Regions from separate parts of the Mus musculus genome. Here region 2 is linked to region 1. A link is a contact called in public HiChIP or PLAC-seq data. All regions are on one chromosome and are shown on one strand. Each heading gives the region's core, a stretch centred on a gene start, on an enhancer-like site or on the middle of the called end of the contact. The rest is flanking DNA. Distances are from core to core; before and after follow the strand shown. Region 1 has its middle 30 kb from the start of Gm30354. Region 2 overlaps Gm15232 (predicted gene 15232).

What was found. HiChIP or PLAC-seq counts read pairs in DNA pulled down with a chosen protein or histone mark.
Region 2: a BATF HiChIP or PLAC-seq map of CD8 T cells shows a contact between it and region 1, with 10 read pairs. The contact joins two enhancer-like sites. A contact is called at or near these places in 1 of 15 datasets of contacts at CTCF or cohesin (pro-B cells), 2 of 484 Hi-C or Micro-C datasets (embryonic fibroblasts and nephron progenitors) and 2 of 115 datasets of contacts at active chromatin or transcription factors (CD8 T cells and large pre-B cells).

The regions. Positions count from the first base shown.
Region 1 is chrX:166,913,158-166,916,001 of GRCm38.p6, forward strand. No RefSeq gene overlaps it. Among named protein-coding and RNA genes, the nearest start is that of Gm30354, 30 kb to the left of the region's middle. Within about 2 kb of position 1,489, at least 9 of the 459 cell types and tissues checked have an H3K27ac peak or open chromatin away from gene starts, as enhancers often do. A contact at or near this core is called in CD8 T cells, where this site is marked.
Region 2 is chrX:167,090,766-167,093,564 of GRCm38.p6, forward strand. It overlaps Gm15232 (predicted gene 15232), which reads right to left. Exons shown (of 4, transcript NR_168066.1): 3 at 2,062-2,148. Among named protein-coding and RNA genes, the nearest start is that of Gm15232, 9.9 kb to the right of the region's middle. Within about 2 kb of position 1,301, at least 164 of the 459 cell types and tissues checked have an H3K27ac peak or open chromatin away from gene starts, as enhancers often do. A contact at or near this core is called in CD8 T cells, where this site is marked.

The sequences.
Region 1 (2,844 bases), core at 239-2,738:
TCATTAGACTCTCAACTGAAATTCTAACAACTGTCTTCTGCACACCCCTACAGTTGTATATGATTCTGCCTTAGCTACTCACAGTTTCAGGGTGTCAAAAAATATTCCGTGAGGAAGAGTCAGTTAAAGGAGAACACCATCTCTGCAGTTTGGGGAGGTTGCCACTAGTACGGTGGTGAGGTTTTGGTGATGCCAATCTTTACCCACATGCTTGTGAGTAAACCTTCACGTGTGTCCCTAAAGTAGGCCTCATTGGTCCACCAAGGTGAACTTGAGTGGAATTGCTGTTTTTTGTCCTCTGTTGGTGTCTAATGTAGGTATGAATAGAGTTTAGTTTTTATCTCCTCAGAAATATTTCATGCAGCAATGAGCACTGCTTTTACCATATTTATCCAAAATCATTTATGTCTTTATTTCCGTTTTAAACTTCTTATTGATGTGAATTTCACATTATTCAACTAACCCCACTCATCACCTCTTCCTCTCATACCCTCCCTCCACCCTTGCAACCTCCCCACAACAGAGAACAATCTCATTGTGGAAACTGTAATGTGTCATAGTATGTCACACAGTATACCCTTTTGTCCACCTTTCTTTGCTTTCAATGTTCATTGCAATGATTCATCTTGGTATGAGGCATCTGGCTTCTGCTACACTATCAATACAGGAACTTCACTGGGACTCCTCGCAGATACCCTGTTGGTGCCTGTGTCAAAAAGATCCTGTAGTTTTGGATCTGCAGGACCAGACCCTTCATGTATCCCAGCAATTCATTGATGGGGTAGCTGTTGGGGTAGGCCAATTAAAATCCTTGTTTCTAGGCTTGAGAAGTTTCAAAGATCAGCCTGCTGGCTTTCCCACTTTCATGGCCTCAGGGCTGGCTCACCAACAAACCCACAACCAGGGACATCTCTACTATGCTTCCCAGGCAAGATTCAGGGCCCACTCTCCTGAGTCTTGCAGCTGGTGAGGGACACATGGCCAGTTCTCTTACTCTCATGACCATGGAACCAGCTCTCCCACCTGCCATTGATGGTGAGGAACAAGGGCGGGGAGAAGGGCATTTCTCCCTTCTCAGCACCACAGCCCAGCAGAAAAGAGGCAGGGCTAGCTCTCTTGTGCTTGGGACAGCTCACCTGCAACCCACAGATCTAGGGCCAGCTCTACTGTGCTACCCAAGTAGCAGGGCCTGCTCTCCTGAGTACTGCAGCAGGTGAGGATCAGGGTCATCTTCTCCTGCTGTCATGGCAGCAAGGGGCAAGGGTCAGGAGAGCATCCCTCCTTCTCCCAAACTGCCACACAGTAGACAAGAGGCAGGGTTAGCTCTCCTACATTAATATTTGGGGCTGGCTCACCTGTGCTACAACAGGTGATGGGCAGGGACAGGTCTCCTTCTCTCTTGACCCCCATTTGGGTCAGCTCTCCCACCAGCTCATGATGTTGAGGGCAACAGGAAGTGAGGAGTTTTCTTCTTCACTGATGCTACTGCACAGAAGACAAGAGACAGAGATGCTTCTGCCAAGGTCAGCTGAAGTGGTTGTTCTCCCAAGTGCTGTAGCAGGTAAGAGGCAGGGCCAGCTTTCCTGCTTTCATGACCTGGGGCCACATTTCCTGACTGCTGTGGGTGGCAACAGATGAGTAGGGCATCTCTCCCTTGTCCTTGTCACCACATGGCAGACAAGAGGGGAGACCAGCTCCCCCATGCTCACGTCTACAGGGGCCAGATTAACTGTGTCCCACCAGCAGGTTCAACTCTACTATGCTGCCCAGATGAGGTGTAGGGCCCATTTTCCCAAGTGCTGCAGCTGGTGATAGTCAGGTTCACTTCTCCAATCTCATGGCCACAAGACTGAGGTCTCCCTCCTGCCACAGATGGTGAAGGGCAACAGGGGGGGGGGGAAATTTCTACCTTGTTCATGCCACCTCACAAGAGACAAGTGATATGGCCAGGTCTCCCAGACTCATGTCTGGGGAGTCACTCATGCGCAGCTCCAGCAGCATGCAGGGGCTCACTCTCCTGTTCCCATATACTCCAGCTGGCTAGGGGCAGGGTCAGCTCTAATGCTTTCATACCACCAGGACCAGCTGTCCCAGGATGCCCAGGTGAGGGGTGGAGCCAGTTCTGCACAGCCATCAGACATGAACATGTCAGGAAGCCCTGATCTTTTGTATGTGTACTTAGAAGTTATTTAAATTTCTATGAAATGATCATATTTGTGTAAAGGAAAAATTGGTTGTAGGAACTGAAGTGTTTTGACCCTACTGTTTGGCTCCCTTTGTAGCTGTGTTCTTTGTATGTATGCTGAGACTCTCTTTGCATATAGACTCTAGAGGCGTCCTTTGTATGTACATAGTAGAAGTTGTCTTTGACCTCTTCCTGACATCCTTTTGCCACTCTACACCATGAAGGGTCGCCATAAGTCTGCCTCCCAACAGCACAGATTAGTTTGTTTGGATTTTCATACTTTATAGAAATAAAATCATAAAGTATTACATTTGGATCTGGCTTCTTTCATCCAACACTGTATTTGCCAGATTCCTATTACTGGAAAATTTTAAACTCAAAAGTTCAGACTGTGTTTATCTTTTTGTGAGGCTTAGTGTATGGTATGAGGAGAAGAACAAAAATATTTCTTTTAGAAAAACTGAATCTCAGGAGACCTAATAATCCAGCCATCATAGTTTAGACAAGACTATTTTTTCCCTTGTTCTGTGTTTTCTTTTTCTTAGAAATTGAGCTCTGGTTATAACTCTGTTTCCTGTAAAGAGTTCAAGTTGAATACAGTAAGGCTGTGGATTTTGGTGTGTTAGAAGACTTGCAGAGAAATTGTATCTGAACTCCTA
Region 2 (2,799 bases), core at 51-2,550, 180 kb after region 1:
GATCATAGCACTTTAAGGAAGATACTAAATAGGATATAAGATGTGGCCCATCCCCTCTACTAGGAGAATAGCTTTGTTTCCTTTCTGTTGCTATGATAAAATACCTTATCAGACCAACGTAAAGGAGAAAGGGATTATTAGGTTCACAATTCCAGGTTATCGTACATCATGATTGAGAAGCCAAAGTGGTAGGAGCTTAAATCAGCTGGCCCCATCACGTTCATAACTGGAAAGGAGAGAGTCACGAACACATGCTGTTCCACTTAATGGCTCCATTTTATACAGTCCAGGGCCCCTGTCCATGCAACAGACCTTTCAGCAGTTAAAATAGGTCTTCTTACATTGGTTAATTTGTGTAAGAGAATTTCTAAGAGGCATTCTGTGATATTAATAGTAATCTACACAGCCCCTCACAGGTGTGCTCAGAGGCCTGTCTCCCAGGTGTCAATTTGGCAATTGATATTGACCATCACCAACAGCATCTTGATGCAACATTTTAAACTCCAGATCCTCCTTGACCTATCAAGATCCGGGATTATACATATGTCCCATCACTCTCATGTATTCTATCCTGGGGGTTGAGTCCAGAGTCTCCTGTATGCAACACAAGCACTCTAGCAACTGAGCTATTGCCTAGGCCCATTTTTATATTTTCAATAATTGAAATGTCAGTATAAGAATTCATATCACTGGGTGGAGACAGTTAGACAACAAAACAGCACATATGAAGCCATCCCAACATTGTTTCAACATTAAGTAGAGCTGGCGTGGCAGTGCATGCTGCATGAGACCCTGGTCACAAAATTAAGCAAATACAGATTAGAATAAAAGCAATCAAATTATGTAGAAAGAGCAAACTCTTGAACGAATTCATACTAAGAGAGCTGGAGGTAATGGATGATTTTCATTTACCTCCTCTTCCTTCATTTTCTTCTTTTGGTTTTGAGATGGGGGTCTCACTGTGTAGCACAGGCTAGCCTTAAACTCACTATACAGCTTAGTCTGGTATTAAACTTCCAATAATCCTCCCACGTCAGCTCTAACTACATGCATTAGCTACCATGGCTGATCAACTTTAAATGTTTTGTACAGTGAAAGGATAGGAATTGGATAATGTCTTACACAATAACAATGGTATACAGACATAAGGAAAGGAGATCCTGTGTTCACAGTCAGTGTGGTGCCTAGGCTCTAGAGCAAAGAGCCACTGACTGACTGCCTTGCTCTGCTCTGCTTGAGGGCTCCTCCCTCCTCGCCACTGGCCCTGTTCTGTCTGCTGATCTTGTGAGTCATCCTTTGCTCTATTTCCCACCACACCCAATCCCCTGGGTGAGTTACTGCTCACTTCCTTGACTTCAAGTTGTTGTCCACAGTAGATCAAAGTTCAGACTGTAGAAATTTTACTCAGCATTTATATTACTAAGCTACTCTTTTCTACCATGGAGCTTTTATCTACTATGACAATTCATGCAGTCATTGCATCTCCTCCTCCCTCCTATAGCACTGCAAATATGCCTTCTGCAAACATCTGAAAAGTCCCTCTCTGTAGGGATTGTATGGACTTCCCTAACTTCTGTCATAAGAATAAACAGCTATGCCCGGCTATAATTCTCTTCCTGAAAGATCAACCATCTTCAATGACCCTTCTGCCTCTCCTTTCTATCCCCACCCTTTTGATACGATAGAAGTTTAAATTAACCTGTTCTGCTAAAACAACGAAGTACTACAAATAACCTAGCTGTGCAACCAAAGGGGATGAGGTGAAAAGCAATATTGCAAGTGTTATGAGCTTAGGCTCCGGGGGAGCAGGAGAGCTAACAGTAAAAAGTACTTTCCTTGCAAACACGAGGTCCTAAGAGTTCAGTCCTTAGAACCCATGTTAGAAAAATGGCTAAGAATTGGAGGGGAATGTGATCAAAATACATATATGAAATTCTCAATTAATAAAAATATTGCTAAAATTGAGTGCAGTGATTAATAAAATAATAAAAATAAATTAATAAAAATATTTTTAAAAATTGAGTGCAGTAACACTGAGTCTCTTGAGGCAGCCAGACTAACCTTTGTGGTGAGGTTTCCGGCCAATGAGAAACTTTGTCTCCAACAGATGGACAGATGCCAAAAAGAACCCTCCAACACACCTCCAAACTGAATTAAAAGAACAAGTTTCAGTATTCCAGGACAACACATATAATATAATTATTTTACTTTTATGTTAATGAGACCAGCTCTCTGTAGCCCAGGACAGTATGAAACACATAATCATAAGCTGACCTCAAATTCATGGACAATCCACTTGCCTCAGTTTCCCCAGAAACCACACACAGCTTTGTTCCCATTTTTTTTAACATAAGTAGATCATCTACATAGGTTATATTGCTATTAGTAGTTTCTAGAAGATACTTTTAAGAGATTTTATTTATTGATAGTCCATTTCTCTTCTTATCTAATATTTTGTGTTAATTATGAATGACTTAAATATTTTAGAGTAAAGAAAATAATTTTCTGCTTGTCTCATAGGATTCTATAGCTTCTGGTTTCAGGTCCCTTTATGGAAGGCACACATGGTTCAGACTACTGTTTATTTGCTTGCCCTGCCTTGGGGGCGAACTATATTTAGATAGAAGTTGACCATTTTGGTTTTACTTTACTTATAAATTTGTTTCCTTCAGTATCTATTTTCATGTAAGCTTAAGGGTGTCACAGTTCAGCTCAGGCAAGCAAGAGTATATAGGTATTTTGGGTCACCTATATTTACCAGAGCTCAAAGTGCTTAAGTAGATTTAGAATATTTGGTAA